Regions from separate parts of the Sus scrofa genome. Here region 2 is linked to region 1. A link is a contact called in public Hi-C data. All regions are on one chromosome and are shown on one strand. Each heading gives the region's core, a stretch centred on a gene start, on an enhancer-like site or on the middle of the called end of the contact. The rest is flanking DNA. Distances are from core to core; before and after follow the strand shown.

Region 1 (7,630 bases), core at 5,093-7,592:
TGGGGGGTGCTGAAGAGAAGTATCCGAGCTCAGCCGTGGACCTCAGCTTCCCCATCTGTAAACAGGACTGGGCCAGTCCCAGCCTAGGGCCTGTTCTGGCTGGGTGGGGGCAGCCCTGCCTCATGCCGCCTCTTCCTCCGTCTTCACAGCCAAGGACTACGAGAACGCCATCAAGTTCTACAGTCAGGCCATAGAGCTGAACCCAAGCAATGCCATCTACTATGGCAACCGCAGCCTGGCCTACCTGCGCACCGAGTGCTACGGCTACGCGCTGGCCGACGCCACACGGGCCATCGAGATGGACAAGAAGTACATCAAGGGTTACTACCGCCGCGCAGCCAGCAACATGGCCCTGGGCAAGTTCCGGGCCGCCCTGCGCGACTACCAGACGGTGAGCTGGGCCCGGGGGTGGGGTGGGTGGGGCGGGCTGGCGAGGCTGGCGAGGCTGGCGGAGCAGACAGGGTGTGAGTGTACACGTGTTTAGTCACCGCTCAGCTCATCCAGCAAATGGCCATGAGGCCCCGTGGCCCCCAGCAGACGACCTGGGTTTGCAGCCAGGCTCTGCCATCACTGCCTGGTGACCCTGGACAGAGTACTCTCTATGCTTTCTTTCCTACATCTGTGAAATGGGAGAACAGTAAGACCTGCCTCCCAGCGTCGCCACGAAGAATAAATAAATGAGTTTCTGCTTTTCAGACATTTAGAGTAGTGCCTGGTACGTGGTTGTTGTTCTGTAACAATTAAGTGTTATGATTATTGTTGTTGCTATTATTGGTGAACAAGAGGCACACAGCCCTTCTGCCGGCAGAGCTTGTCATTCGGAGAAGGGCAGAAGAGAAGCCCGTGTCACGGCCAAGGTAACCAGCATCCTCACAGGGGAGGGTGTGGTCTGGAAGGAAACAGGGCCGCCTGCCGTCAAGGGACAGCAAGCGGAGGCCGTGTGTTCCTGCAGCAGCGAGCACAAGCACGGCTGGCTGGAACTGGCCAAGCGCGCTTGCTCATCCGCCCGGCCAGCGCCGGAGTGGCTCTGACAGTCCCCATAGTGGGAACGACCTGCAGAGCGAGCGGGACAGGTGGCTTCTATTCCCTTCACTTAAACTGGCTGGTTGACCCATGCGGCAGCCCTGTGAGGTGGGGGCCGTGGTTCCCCCCACTGCCCAGATGAGACGGAGGCCCAGGAGGCTCAAGTCACCTGCCCATCAGGCAAGTGGCAGAGCTGGGATCTGATGCGGGCAGCCCAGCCCTCCGACCCATGTCTTTCCCTGCTTCAGGGAGTCGCTCCTTGAGAGTAGGGGTTTTGTTTGTTCTGTCCATCGGGGTGGTGCTTGGCACCCAACAGGGGCTCAGTGTTTGTTGAACAAATTGCTGTTCTCCCCCTGTACACACACACACACACACACACACACACACTCTCTCTCTCTCTCTCTCTCTCTCTCTTCTCTCTCTCTCTCTCTCTCCCTTCCTCCCTTCCTCCCTCTCTCCTTTCTTTTCATTCATCACACGCTCTGAGAGCTCCTGTTGTGTAAGGAGGGCGCAGGGGAGGTTGAGAGCCGCAGGCTGCAGGTGGAGGGAGCCAGGTCACCCGGCCGGGGCTGGCTGCTGGCTGCTGGCCCAGAGAGGAGCGCGGGCAGCTTTCAGGCCAAGCGCAGGCTTGAGCCAAGCCCTGGGGACACCTGGGTCAGGGCGGGGGCAGAGGCACGGAGGAGGAGATGATTTACAGACGGGAGGGGGCGGCAAGGAGGAGGGGGCGGGGGGCGATACTCGGGAGGATAAGGGAAGGCACAGCAGAGCAGTGTTCTTACAAGCTTGGCCTCCCAGGCCACCCCCCTGCCAAGCCTCCTCCTTGTCCCTTGGTGTCCTTGTTTGGAGAAGAGCGATAAGAGGAGTGGCCTCCTGGTGGCTGCGGGGCTCTGGTGAAGTGGCATGAGGCATTGGGGTCACTGGGGTGGAGGGCTCAGTAATGAGGAACTCAGGAGGACAGCTGGGGTTGGACGGGGCAGGGCTTTTCTTCAGGTCTCAGGTGCGGGGAGGGGCCTGGGGCAGATTGAGGGGGCGGAAGACAAGAGGACCCCCAAGTGCAGGTCTGCACCTGGGGCTTGGCCCCACGTGCTCTGCGAGGGTAAGAAGGTCAGGCCAGCCGACTTGCGGGCGCACCCCATCTGAGCTTTATCCCAGGCCTTGGCGGGTGCCGCGGAGGGCTGGGTCATGGCCCATTTCTCTGTGGGTGCGCTGCCAGCAGCCCTGGGGAGTCCCCCCACGAGATCCTTGCCTGCAGGCTGTCCTTTCTGACATGCTTCATCCTTCTCTGGGTGCGGGGCAGAGGGGCAGGGCCCTGGGCTGGCTCCCCATCCAGAGTCTGCTTCCAAAACTATTTTGTGACCTGCTGGAGTTTCGTGGAGGACGTACCCAGGCCTCCTCTTAGATCGTGGCATCCTTGGAGGTGGAACCAAGGCCCTAGGCCCTGGTGAAGGCCTTTCCTTTCTCAGCCTCAGCTTCCTTATCTGCACACTCCCTGTGGGCCTAGCCCCATTGGGAGCTCTTTATATGTATTTTACCTGAAGGAAACGCATTCAATCTAGCTTACAAGAGGGAAACTAAGGTCTGGAGAGAGGAAGTCCCTCCAAGGTCACCTAGCAGAGAAGAGGCAGGGCTGAGACCTGAACCCAGAGTCTGCACTTGTAGCTGTTGGTGGGCCCTGAGGTCAGCGCGACGGTTTGAGACCAGTGGAGTAGGGAGAAAACAGCAGTTCACTGGAGCAGGTACGCATGTGTCTGTGAAGGCTGCTCTTCATCTGTGTGCGTCCGAGGGGTATGGGGTGTGGTGAATGCATGTCTTTCTTACTCTGAGTTGTGGTCAGAAATGCTGAAGGTCCCTCGGCAGGGCCTCCAGGGTCAGATGCGCAGCTCTGAGCCGTGCAGCTCTGAGCCGTGCAGCTCTGCGTGCTTGGGCTCTGGCTTTGCGTCCTCACCTGTAAAAGGACGGGAAGAGCAGAGCCGCCTCGGTGTCCTTGTGAGGAATTGGCGAGCCGTACGGTTAGAGTCAGGCCTGCCCCTGTGGGTCCTGGTGCATTTCTCCTGGGGGCGTCTGGGGAAGCACTGCGGCCTTGGGCTGGGTTGGGGGTGGTCCTCCATTCTGCTCTCCCTCCAGGGCCAAGCCTTGGACTCTTAGCAGGAGCCCAGCTCCCCTTTCCATGGGCCCATGTTGAATCCCCCCACCAACGCCCCTTCTCTCCCAGTTCATCTTTCAGGGGGACTTTGGCTTCAGGACTCCCTGCCCCCGCACTGGGTCATCTTCTCGGAAGATTCTGCCTATCTTCTTTCCTGTCTGTGGCTGGGACTCAGGCGGTCACGTGGGCCCAGGCTGGATCTAAGGGACCCCTTCGGCACTCTCCACTCCACCCCTTCCTGGGGCTTGGGGGTTTGGTTTGAAATATGGTTTGCGTTTAAGTTCCTTCTCAGAGCACATAGCCCAGTGCCGTTGGGTAGAAATGCCTTTTGTCCTGCACGTCTGTGCAAGCGCCTGTGCACCTCAGGTGTGGATAGATGATAGTGACAGGAACAGTCACAGCTGGCACCTGACACCTGGCCTTCGCACTCTGAAAACTCATGTGATCTTCATGACAACCCCAGAAATGGGGCCTGTTACTATCCCTGATTGACAGGTGAGAAAGCCGCAGCCCAGGAGTAGGTCCCTCCCCTGAGGTCCCACAGCCAGGCAGAGACAGCCCGGTCCCAGAGTCAGGCTCCTGACCACTGGACATAAGCAGTGGCCAGAATTTCTCAGCCTATTACTTGCCCTTAGCTCAGTGTCTTGCTTCTGTTTTATTGTGAAAGGAGTGTTGGTGTGACTTCCTAAATGAGTTCACTCGAGTTTTTCCACTTGTGGGGTGCAGACCCAAGTGTCGTGCCTCCACTGCCTGCCCCGAGCACCTGGCTGGCCTCAGCTGTCCCTGTGCCTCTGGCAGGCACAGCCCCTGCCTGGGCTATGTCCTGTCACCTCTGCACTGGAAATAATCATGGAATTCCTGCTGTGGCTCAACGGGCTAAGAACCCGCCTGGTGTCTGTGAGGGTGCGAGTTTGATCCGGTGGTGCTGTGGCTGTGGTGTAGGCCGGCAGCTGCAGCTCCGATTCGACCCCTAGCCTGGGAACCTTCATGTGCTGGCGGGTGTGCCCTGCCCCCCGAAAGAAAATAATCATAATGGCCCGCCACATGTTGTCATGTCACCCAGAGGTCAGGAGCACTTGGTGAGGGACCTGGTTTTTGCTGCTGGTCTCTAGTCCCTCACCTCAGTTCTAAACCCAACTGTTTGAAAAAACAGTCTGGTAAGTTCAGTCAACTCGTTTGGTGATGAAAGCTGACCTGGACTTAAAATAGGAGGCTGTCAATGGTCTTGAATGCTCCCAGGTGGTGCAATTGGAGGTTTTGCTGCAGAAACAGAAGGGTGTGTAGTCTCCAGGTGCCACCTGGTCCACTGGGGGCGTCACATAACATACAGCCCTGGCACCGTGTCACCTTTCTGAAATCCGGGCAGTTCCCAGTTCCCCAGTACACGCAGCCCCCATGGCTTCACATGGGGATGTTGAGCCTGTGTTAGCGTTTTGTCGGTTGGAGCACTGTAGTTACTGCCCATTAGTACTCCCAGCTGAAAAGGCTCCTTTTTGAAAACAGCTTTTAATTTTGAGAGTGCCATAGCTTCACTCGGAGTTATAAGAAGTAATATAGAGGTCCCATTCTCCCAGTTTCCCCACTGACATAACTGGCATCATTACGAAAATACCATAGTCAGATACTGACACGGACATGGCCTAGATCCCACTTTGTTGGGTTTTTTGTTTTTTGTTTTTTTTTTTGGTTTTTTTGTCTTTTCTAGGGCCGCTCCTGCAGCATATGGAGGTTCCCAGGCTAGGGGTCTAATCAGAGCTATAGCCGCCGGCCTACGCCACAGCCATAGCAACGTCAGATCCGAGCCACATCTGCGACCTACACCACAGCTCACGGCAATGCCGGATCCTTCACCCACTGAGCAAGGCCAGGGATCGAACCTGCAACCTCATGGTTTCTAGTTGGATTCATCTCTGCTACGCCACGACAGGAACTCCGGGGCCCGATGTTAAGTTGTCACATTACCCCCCCCACCCCAGGATTGCTGGCACCCTCCTTGCTTTCTAGATGCTGAGGGAGGCCAGAGAGGTGGGGCTGCCTGCACTCTGACCATGACCAGCGTCTCCCTGAAGGGGTGCAGGGCGCTGTGGGGACGATGGCCGAGAGTAGGGAGGTGAGCACGTCCCAGCGTGCATGGCGGGAGTCACAATCTTATGCAGGGAGAGAACCAAACGCTGGCTTCTTAGATCAGTGTCTTTGCCTCTCTGGGCCTCAGTTTCCTTATCTGTCCAGTGGAGATTGTGATCACACCACGTAGCGCTGCTCTGACGATCAAGTGAGCAGGGCAGTTGCTTACACCCTCAGACGCATAGTAAGCACTGCACTGGGTACGCTTGCCGCTGCTGTTACTGCCCCAGCTCCTTTAGTCCCGGCAGCGTAGTGTTGTCTGAGAACCCGGCAGGGGCTCAGAGGAGATGCTTGGGGTGGCGGGGTCGTCCTTGTCCAGTCAGGACGTTTGTTGACATCTGGGACTCAGCCTCAGCTCCCGCCTCCCAGCCACCTTCCAGTGGGGAGGCAGGTTCCTGCAGTACTCGGCCTGCTGGGGAGCCCCGAGGGGGTACCTGACGCAGCCTGGCGGATGGGGGCAGTGGTTGCACATGAGGGAGCTGAGAGCCGGAAGAGGAGCAGGAGCTAGAAAGGAGCTGGAGGTGGAAGTGTGCTCTGGGCCAAGCCTGTACGAGGCCTGGAGGTGAGCGGGAGCTGGCCCCTTTGGGGACTTGTGAGTTTGGTCTGGCTGGTAGTGCTGAGCAAACAGAGGGTGGCTTGGACTTTATCCTGGGGTGTGGACTATAACCTCTCCTCGTTGGGAAGGACTCCAGGGAATGCCTGGTGCTGCTTTTCTCCTAAGCCTGGCACGGTGCCCCCACCCCAGGTGGAGCTGCCTGGCAGGGTGCCCTAGCCTGAGCCTGCCCAGACCCAGCTCCCTGCCACCCCACCTGGCCTGCATACCCATTCTGGGGGGTGGGGGAGCCCCATTGACCCTCGGGGATCAGCAAGTGCCTTTGTCCGGGCTTCTGACCCTTTCTGGTGGTCTCTTTCCACCAGGGACATGGCAGCCCTGGCAGCCCTTCCTGCCCGCTGTGGGGAGCAGGAGCTGAGGGGGCCCACACCTAGGGAGGCCAGCAGGATGGGCAGGTCAGCCAGGGTCCACTCCTAATCGCACTGACAGTAGCTAAAGGGCGTCTCGGAGTGAACTCACTTGCCCAAGGTCACACAGCAAGTGAGGGGCAGAGCCGGGCTCTGCGTGCAGGCCTGCCTGCTTCTGAGCTTGGAGGAGTAGAGTTTGTAGGAAGCAACGTAGAAGGGAGGGACAGCGCCGGCTCCTTTTACTGAGAACTAAGCGTGTCCTGAGGTCTGGGGCTCAGTGCGTGTGATCTCATTTAATCCGCACAGCAGCCTATGAATGGCGGCCGAGGAGGGCAGCATGTGAGCATGTGGAGTTGACTCTTGCCCGGCCCCGCTGCGTGCACTCACTCAGTCCTCTCAGCTGCCCGCTGAGGGGGACGGGGTCGCAGGCAAACTCATTGCCCAGGTCACGCTCCTGATGATTGCAGAGCTGAGATTGGAACCCACGAGTCCTGGATCTGTGACCCAGTCTCTACCTTCCTTCAGAAGAGAAAACTCAGGGGCTCATTTGCCCTGGGTCCCTCCCCACCTCCCGCAAAGCCCAAAGTTGAATGAGGGCCTTGCCACCACTGGGTGCCGGCTGCTGCTCGCCCACCCAGGCTGCCCGCCAGGCCCTGTGTTCATTACTTAGCCTCCCAACAGCCCTGGCAGGTGGAGCCTGTCGTGTCTGCATTTTGTGGATGAGAAAACTGAGGATCATGGAGTCCAGGTTCCCCGGCAAGTCATTGCCTCTTCAGATGAGTCTGGGCTGTTAACAGAGACTTTGGATCAGCCCCTGCTTTCCTCTCAATCCCACCCACCTTGGAAATAACATCATGAACTGTGCCTCGGCCCACCCTGGTTCCAGCGAGGAAGCTGGAGCTGGACGCGTGCCTCCAGTGGCCAGTTGATGGTGGTCAGAGCTGAGATTTATTATGAGTGTCTGTGTGGGTTAACATGTTTACCTTCTCAGCAGCCCTGTGTTGGCAGCTCCGTCAGGCCCACTTTGGGGGTGCAGAAACCGAGGCCTAGAGGCTGAGCCCAAGCTTGTATCCCTGGTACCCGGTGGCCCAGCCACTCTGCTCCACGTTGGTGGAGCCTGGGGCCAGGCAGGCCAAAGATGGCCATGGCGTCTGTCTCCTTGAGGCTCCTTTGCCCGACCTCGGCCTGGGCGTTGATACCTGTTCCCTTCCTTCCCCTCTCACCCACCCACACACCCAGGTGGTGAAGGTGAAGCCCCACGACAAGGACGCCAAGATGAAGTACCAGGAATGCAACAAGATCGTGAAGCAGAAAGCCTTCGAGCGGGCCATTGCAGGTGATGAGCACAAGCGCTCCGTCGTGGACTCACTCGACATCGAG
Region 2 (7,479 bases), core at 2,580-5,079, 300 kb after region 1:
CAAAAAAACCAAACAAACAAACAAAAAAAAACAAAAAAAAACTTTAACAAACAAAAGCAAAAAAACGGCCTATGACATGAGGACTCTTGATTTTTCCATGAAGGCTTTGGCAAAAAGACTCCGCAGCTATAAAGGTGAGACGATGGCCCTGGCCACAGACAGACTTCCTACAATCCCAGGACTTCTGGGCTGTGCGACTCCAGCGAAAGGACTTCACATCTCTGATCCTCCGGCCCCTCACCTGCCCAGAAGAGGAGCCAGTCCCAACCTCCTTCGAGAGCATGTGTGAGGGATTTCCCTTCATGGCTCAGCCGTTAATGAACGAGACTAGGATCCAAGAGGATGTGGGTTCCATCCCTGGCCTCGCTTGGTGGGTTGGGGATCCAGCATTGCTATGAGATGAGGTTAGAGAGGGGACGGGGATCTTGTGGGTCTTGCTGAATGAAGCGGAAGCCACAGGAGCAATTTGAGGAAGGAAGTGACATCATTCTCTTATCATTTGCTTCCTGCGAAAGGATTCTGCTAACGAGCAGGGAACTTTCTGTTGGCAAAGAACAGCAAGGCGGCGACTGTGATAGTCCAGGTAGGAGATGCTGGAGGCTGGCCCAGTGGTTAGCTTGGGGTTAAGACCTTGGTTTTTTTTTAGTTAATTTAATTATTTTATTTTGTTTTATTTTATTTATTTATTTATTTATTTTGTCTTTTTGCTATTTCTTGGGCCGCCCCTGCGGCATATGGAGGTTCCCAGGCTAGGGGTCGAATCGGAGCCATAGCCACCGGCCTACGCCAGAGCCACAGCAACGCAGGATCCGAGCCGCGTCTGCAACCTACACCACAGCTCACTGCAACGCCGGATCGTTAACCCACTGAGCAAGGGCAGGGACCGAACCCGCAACCTCATGGTTCCTAGTCGGATTCGTTAACCACTGCGCCACCACAGGAACTCCCTGTTTTGTTTGTTTTATTTTATTTTTAGGCCACAGGTGTGGCATATGGAAGTTCCCAGCCTGGGGGAGGGGTGTCGAATCAGAGCTGCGGGAGTGAGAGCCCCTGTCCTGGCGCCGCAGAAATGAATCTGACTAGGAACCATGAGGTTGTGGGTTCGATCCCTGACCTTGCTCAGTGGGCTAAAGATCTGGCGTTGCCGTGTAGGTTGCAGACACAGCTCGGATCCTGCATTGCTGTGGCATAGGCTGGTAGCTATAGCTCTGATCGGACCCCTAGCCTGGGAATCTCCATATGCCATGGGTGTGGCCCTAAAAAGAAAAAAAAAAAAAAAAAAACAACTGCAGGAGTTCCCATTGTGATACAATAGAAATGAATCTGACTAGTATCCTTGAGGTTGCAGGTTCCATCCCTGGCCTCACTCTGTGGGTCAGGGATCCAGCATTGCATGGGCTGTGGTGTAAGTCACAGACAGGGCTCGGTTCCCGAGTTGCCATGGCTGTGGCATAGGCTGGCAGCTGCAATTCCAATTTGATCCCTAGCCTGCGAACTTCCATATGCTGCACCTTGAAAGCAAAAAGCACAACAAAACCAAGAAAACTGCAGCTGCCAGCCTGCACCACAGCCACTGCATAGCGGAATCCTTAAGCCACTGACTGAAGCCAAGAATTGAATCCCCAGCCTCATGGATACTAGTGGGTCTCAACCCACTGAGCCACAGTGGGAACTCCAGGATTAAGACTTTGGATGCAGGTTGAAGCTCACACCAAAATGATTGCCTGCTGACTAAATGTGGGATGTACGAAGGACAGAAGAGGCATGAACCCCATCCAAGGGTCCAGCCTTCATACCTGAAAAGACAGTGGATTCCATGCTGCTCAAGGAAATAGGATATTCCAGCGCTTAATGTGCAGCCACTCATAGGAAAGTGCCCAACTTGTGCCATGTTAGTTTAAGAGGATGTTGTCAGCCAAGTGCAGGATTGCATCCCAGGGGAGGGAAGGCAAGGCTGACCCTGGCCAACCTTGAAAAGACTCAGGCAGGTGTCAGGCATGGAGCCAGTTTTCCAGCTAACATTACCCTCTGGGCTGGGCTGGGCTGGGCTGGCCTCTCCCTTCCCCAGACCAGAAGGAAATAATCTCTCCCATCCCCACCTGGAATTCACTCTCAACCAGGTTCCTGAGGCTCCCACACCCTCCTGCCAGGCCTCTCTTCACTCAGCCCACCGATAACTAATAGGCTACATCTCAGCTGTTTTGTATGTGGCTTGAGCTAGAGATACAATCTCCTACCCCATGTACCTAGCCCGCCTCCTGTCCGCATCTTCAGGGACTTCTAAAGATGTTTCCCCCTTCCTCTTTTGCACATTAGCCCATTTGGCTGTTCCTCATCTTCTTTTTTTTTTTTTTTCCCCTTTTTAAAAAAAATTTTTAGGGCCACACTCGAAGCATATGGAGGTTCCCAGGCTAGGGGTCGAATCAGAGCTGTAGCTGCCGGCCTACACCACAGCCACAGCAACGTGGCATGCGAGCTGCGTCTGTGACCTACACCACAGCTCACGGAAACACCGGATCCTTAACCCACTGAGCAAAGCCAGGGATCGAACCCTCAACCTCATGGTTCTTAGTTGGATTCGTTTCCGCGGCACCATGATGGGAACTCCATCATCTAAGCACTTTGTTCTGCAACCCACGGGGATGACTTTTGTGTATGGTGTGAGGGAGCAATCAGATCTCCCAGCCCATGGGTGTAACCCACACCCTCCCCCAGGGTCTGGAAGGCCCCTTCTGTCTTGTACTAAATCTCCATGGATTTGTGTGTCTGTTTCTGGCCTATTCTCTCTCTCTTTTTTTTTTTTAATGGCCAAACCTGAGGCATATGGAAGTTCTCTGGGCCAGGGGTCAGATTGGAGCTGCCACAGCCACAGCCACAGCACCTGGGGATCTGAGTCGCATCTACGGCAACGCTGGATCCTCGACACACTAGCAAAGCCAGGGATCAAACCTGCATCCTCATGGATACTAGTTGGATTGGTTTCCGCTGCATCGCAACGGGAACTCCACAATGCCAGATCTGAGCCAGATCTTCAACCTACCCCAAAGGTTGCAGTAACACCAGTTCCTTACTTAACCCACTGAGCAAGGCCAGGGATGGAAGCTGCATCTTCATGGAAATTAGTTGGGTTCATAATGACTGAGCCACGACCCAAACTCCCAGTTTTTATTTCTCTTGGCCAAACAGGAGTCTGTGTGCTGAGTCATAAAGTAAGCATAATGTTTAACTTTGTGAGATCCTGCCCCATTTCGCAATCCCACCAGCAATATATGAGAGTTTGGTTGCTCCGCATGCTTGCCGGCACTTGTTTTTTTTTTTGTTTGTTTGTTCCCGCCCTTTGATTCCGGGGCCAGGGATCAAATAGCATTGACCCAAGCCACTGCAGTGACAAAGCTGGGTCCTTAATTCAATATGCCGTGAGATAACTCAACGCACTTGGTTTTCAGTTTATTTTATTTAGCTTTTTTGGCCACACCTGTGTGGCATATAGACGTTCTCAGGCCTGAGGTCAAATCAGAGCTGCAGCTGCCAGCCTATGTCACAGCCACAGCAACGCCAGATCCGAGCCTCGTCTGTAAACTACACCATAGCTCATGGCAACCCTGGATCCTTAACCCACTTGAACAAGCCCAGGGATCAAACCTGCACCCTCATAGATACTAGTCAGGTTCTTAACCCACTGAGCCACATCGGGAACTCCTCAACCCACATTCCAGATGAAGAAACAGAGGTCAGAGAGGTTAAGTGACTTACCCCAAGTCTTCACAGTGTGGATGTGGCTGAGCTGGAACACGCCTGCCTCTGTAGTTGGGAGAGTGACGCAAAGCGCTGGCACATTAATAAGAGCAGAGTCAACATGCCTGGTGCTGTTCTTGGCTCTGCCAAGGGAGCTGGTCACGGCTGCAGCCAAAGGCCATCACGCTGCTCTCAATGGGCAGGGGCTGGGGGAGTGGGGGGAGGGGGACGCGACCAGTCCAGAGGGGACCAGAAACATGCAATGATGTTTTCTTGTCACAATGGCCAAGGGCCACTGAGGACTGGCAATTGGCAGATGGAGGCAGACAATCAGGCCACTACTGGCACAGTCTCATGCCAGAAAGAATCAACCCACCCCAAGTGCCAGCGGGGCCGTGCCTGAGAACCACGAACACTGGGTCCAGTGCCTGCACTTGCAACCACCTCCGGTCTGGCGGTTATTGAGGATTCTGCGAACTTCCGCTGGAGCGCAGTGGGTAAATGATCCGGCGTGGCCGCAGCTGAGGCATAAGTCAAAGCTCCAGCTCAGGTTCAAGCCCGGCCCAGGAACTTCCATTTGCCATAGGGTGGCCAAAAAAGAAAAAAAAAAAAAGAACATGGAGTCTGGAGCCACCTGGGCTCAAAACCAACCTGGTTCAGCTGCAGACTAGCTACGTGAGTCTTTTTAAACTCGGCGATCTCCTCTGGAAAATGGGGCTACTCATCCCGTGAGGATTAAGTAAGGTAATAGGCATGGATCCTTAGAACTGAGCTTAAGAGCTGTCAATGTGGGCTAAGAGTACCACCATTTATTATATTCTTTTGGCTGCACCCACAGCATGCAGAAGTTCCCCGGGCCAAGCCACAGCAGTGACAACACCAGATCCTTAACCTGCTGAGCCACCAGAAATAACAATGCTATGATTATTTTAGTAGCAAGTGCTCAGTGTCTCAGTCTGTCACCCCTTCCAGGCTCGGGTACCCTCTGTGGGCAGAAGCAGGTGTGAATGCACCCATCCCCCAACCCCACCACCTTGCTCAGGATGAGGAGGGTTTGTTGACTATCTGACACACTGATGGCAGGGCACCGGGAGCTGCCCACGTTTCCCAGGGAAGACAGACAAGTGCTCAAAGACATGAGGCCAGGCGGGGACCACAGATTTATTGGGGGGCTCCACGCACGCACTCACAGCATCACACAATGACAACAGGCACGGGTACTCGGTACACGCGAAGTGGCCTCTGCCCGCAGTTGGGGCCCAGGGGCCGTGGGGTGGGGCTTCCTCCCTTGTGGCCCAGACCCAGCTGGGTGCCTTCCTCCTGGGCAGCTGAGGGAGGAGCCGCAGGGGGCAACGATGCCAGGCCTGGGAACGGGGAGGGAGCAGGCTGGTCCGGGGAGGGGTGAGAAGCCGGGCGGCCGCCCTCACTCCAGGGACTGCAGCATCAGCAGCTGTTTGAGCACCTTCGTCTGGCTGGTCTCACGGATCTCACCGGCCAGGAACATCTCGTCCACGACCGTGTAAACCTGAGTGAAGGGAGGTCAAGGGGAGATCCCGGGGCGATCACCCCAGAATGCTGATCTGAACCTCAGGACCTGGGGGGCGCTCTGACGCCTGACAGCCAGGGACCAGGCATCAGCAGAGGCACTGGGGCAGCTGTAGGGTTCTGGCCCACCCTCCTGCCCCCAACTCCCAGCCCCTCGGCCAGGACCCACCTTGTAGAAGTTGAACACCAGGTCCAGTTCACAGACATTGTGGAAATACTCATTTAAGACCTGGGCGAGGAAGACAGAGTTGCTGAGAGACAGGCAGGGAGGGAGACACACAGCACCAGCAACGAGGGGCATCGGGAAGCGACGGCGGAAAAAGGTCAGAAAGAAACCGAGGAAGAGGGAAAGCCCAGAGCAGAGGACACAGCGAGGGGGGGGCGGGAAAGACCTCATGTCTGTGCCTCCTCCCGCTCCCCCCCGACTGAGGGGAAAACAAGGGGGTCCCGAGCACCCCAAGGGAGGGGACCAGGGCTGCCCGCCCGCCCGCGCACCTCCACAAAGTTGTGGATGGCCTCCAGGTAGGCCAGGTTGTTGTCGTTGACGTCCACGCAGATGCAGAAGTAGAGGCCGGCGTAGCGTCGGTAAATGATCTTGAAGTTCCGGAACTGCGGGGCGGAGAAGCTGTGAGCGACAGGGCCCGCCCGGGACCCCACGTGCCGGCCAGAGGGGCACCAACACCCTTAGCCCTTTGTTCCATGTGAGGTCCGAGGCCCTTGCTCTGTGCCGGCCTCTGTGCTGCGGTCACCGTGGTGGCCTGGCTGTCCCTGCCTGGGGCTCAGAATCCAGTGGAGAGAGACTCATCCTTGGTGGTCGCCTGAGTGGGCAGGGCTGGGCTGCGGGAGCCCAGAGGGGTGGGCGGCTAACCTAGCCCGGGGGTCCGGGAGGGCTTCCTGGAGGAAGGGGCATGTGGACTGAGATTCTGAGGATGAGTAGGAGTGAATGGGCAGGAGTGCTTTACCGCAGAGGGAGCCGCCCATGTAAAAACCCAGAGCCCAAAGGGAGGCAGGGGTGTTCTGTAGCATCTGTGCCCCCTTTCTGGGGCTCCCTGTCGTCTCTGGGGAGGGTCCAATTCCTCGGCCTGGAACTAATCTAGTCACACATTCCATAAACACTGCCTGAGTACCTCCTGTGCAGCAGGCTTTGGGCTGAGCAGTGCAGACCCACCACCAAGACAATCCCAGCCCTGTCCTTAACTGAACATAATATAAATATCACCACAGCCAACACATAAATGCAACCCAGGAATAAATATGCATGAACTAGGGACACAGACTCTAATTTTATATGCATGTGTAAGTAGATAAAGCGACAAGCAGATAGAGATACACAAACTCCCCAAAATCTGAAAAAAATCCAATCTGGCGCACGCGCGCGTCTGTGTGTGTGTGGTGCCACCTGGTGGCAACTGCAATAGCCAACACAAGTCCTTGGCTCTTATTCATTTTTCCCCCTAGCTTATCCTTCTGTTAATTTCTACACTGAGTGTTTCCTAATATTACATTTTTTTCCTGCACATAATCCATGGATTAGTAAGTAAATACCAGGGTTCTAACTGCACTTTTTTTTTCAACCCATACAAATATAGGATCAAATGTTTAAAGGCCCCTGCTCTGGAGGGGAGGGTTCAAGACAGGAAGCGGAAGAGTCCCCTGGTGGCCTAGCAGGTTAAGGATCTGGCATTGTCACTGCAGTGGCTCAGGTCACTGCCATGGTGCAAGTTCAACCCCTGGTCCCAGAACTTTTGCATGCCGGGCACAGCCAAAAAGAAAGAAAGAAAAAAAGACATGAGGAGTTCCTGTTGTGGCTCAGTGGTAATGAACCCAACTAGTATCCATGAAGATGCAGGTTCAATCCCTGGCCTCCCTCAGTGGGTTAAAGATCTGGCGTTGCTGTGAGCTGCGGGGTAGGTCAGATCCTGCATTGCCATGGCTGTGGCGTAGGTTGGCAGCTGCAGCTCCAATTCAAACCCGAGCCCAGGAACTTCCATATGCCAAGGGTTTGGTCCTAAAAAGAAAAAAAAAAAAAAGATCTGAAGTGGAGAGGGCAGGAAAAGTTTATCTGGAGACTGGCTGTTATCGCTGGTGTGGCCTTGGCAGGATCTGACCCTAAGCAGCACTCTTCTCAAAATTCTTCCTTTCCTGCTATCGCCCTCCTGGTTCCTTCCTGTCGCCACTGTGTCCCCAGCCCTACCCTGG

The links. Hi-C and Micro-C count contacts between places; a contact is called where the count stands out from the background.
Region 2: a Hi-C map of liver shows a contact between it and region 1, with 3 times the contacts expected there. The contact joins two enhancer-like sites. A contact is called at or near these places in 5 of 47 Hi-C or Micro-C datasets (embryonic fibroblasts, fetal heart ventricle, liver and 2 more).

What each region holds. Positions count from the first base shown.
Region 1 is chr6:52,385,234-52,392,863 of Sscrofa11.1, forward strand. It overlaps LOC100513542 (serine/threonine-protein phosphatase 5), which reads left to right. Exons shown (of 13, transcript XM_003127234.6): 2 at 150-391; 3 at 7,490-7,630. Among named protein-coding and RNA genes, the nearest start is that of PNMA8A, 40 kb to the right of the region's middle. Within about 2 kb of position 6,343, at least 17 of the 83 cell types and tissues checked have an H3K27ac peak or open chromatin away from gene starts, as enhancers often do. A contact at or near this core is called in liver, where this site is marked.
Region 2 is chr6:52,690,777-52,698,255 of Sscrofa11.1, forward strand. It overlaps AP2S1 (adaptor related protein complex 2 sigma 1 subunit), which reads right to left. Exons shown (of 4, transcript NM_001244453.1): 3 at 5,776-5,889; 4 at 4,864-5,260. The coding sequence ends at 5,159. Among named protein-coding and RNA genes, the nearest start is that of AP2S1, 8.7 kb to the right of the region's middle. Within about 2 kb of position 3,830, at least 12 of the 83 cell types and tissues checked have an H3K27ac peak or open chromatin away from gene starts, as enhancers often do. A contact at or near this core is called in liver, where this site is marked.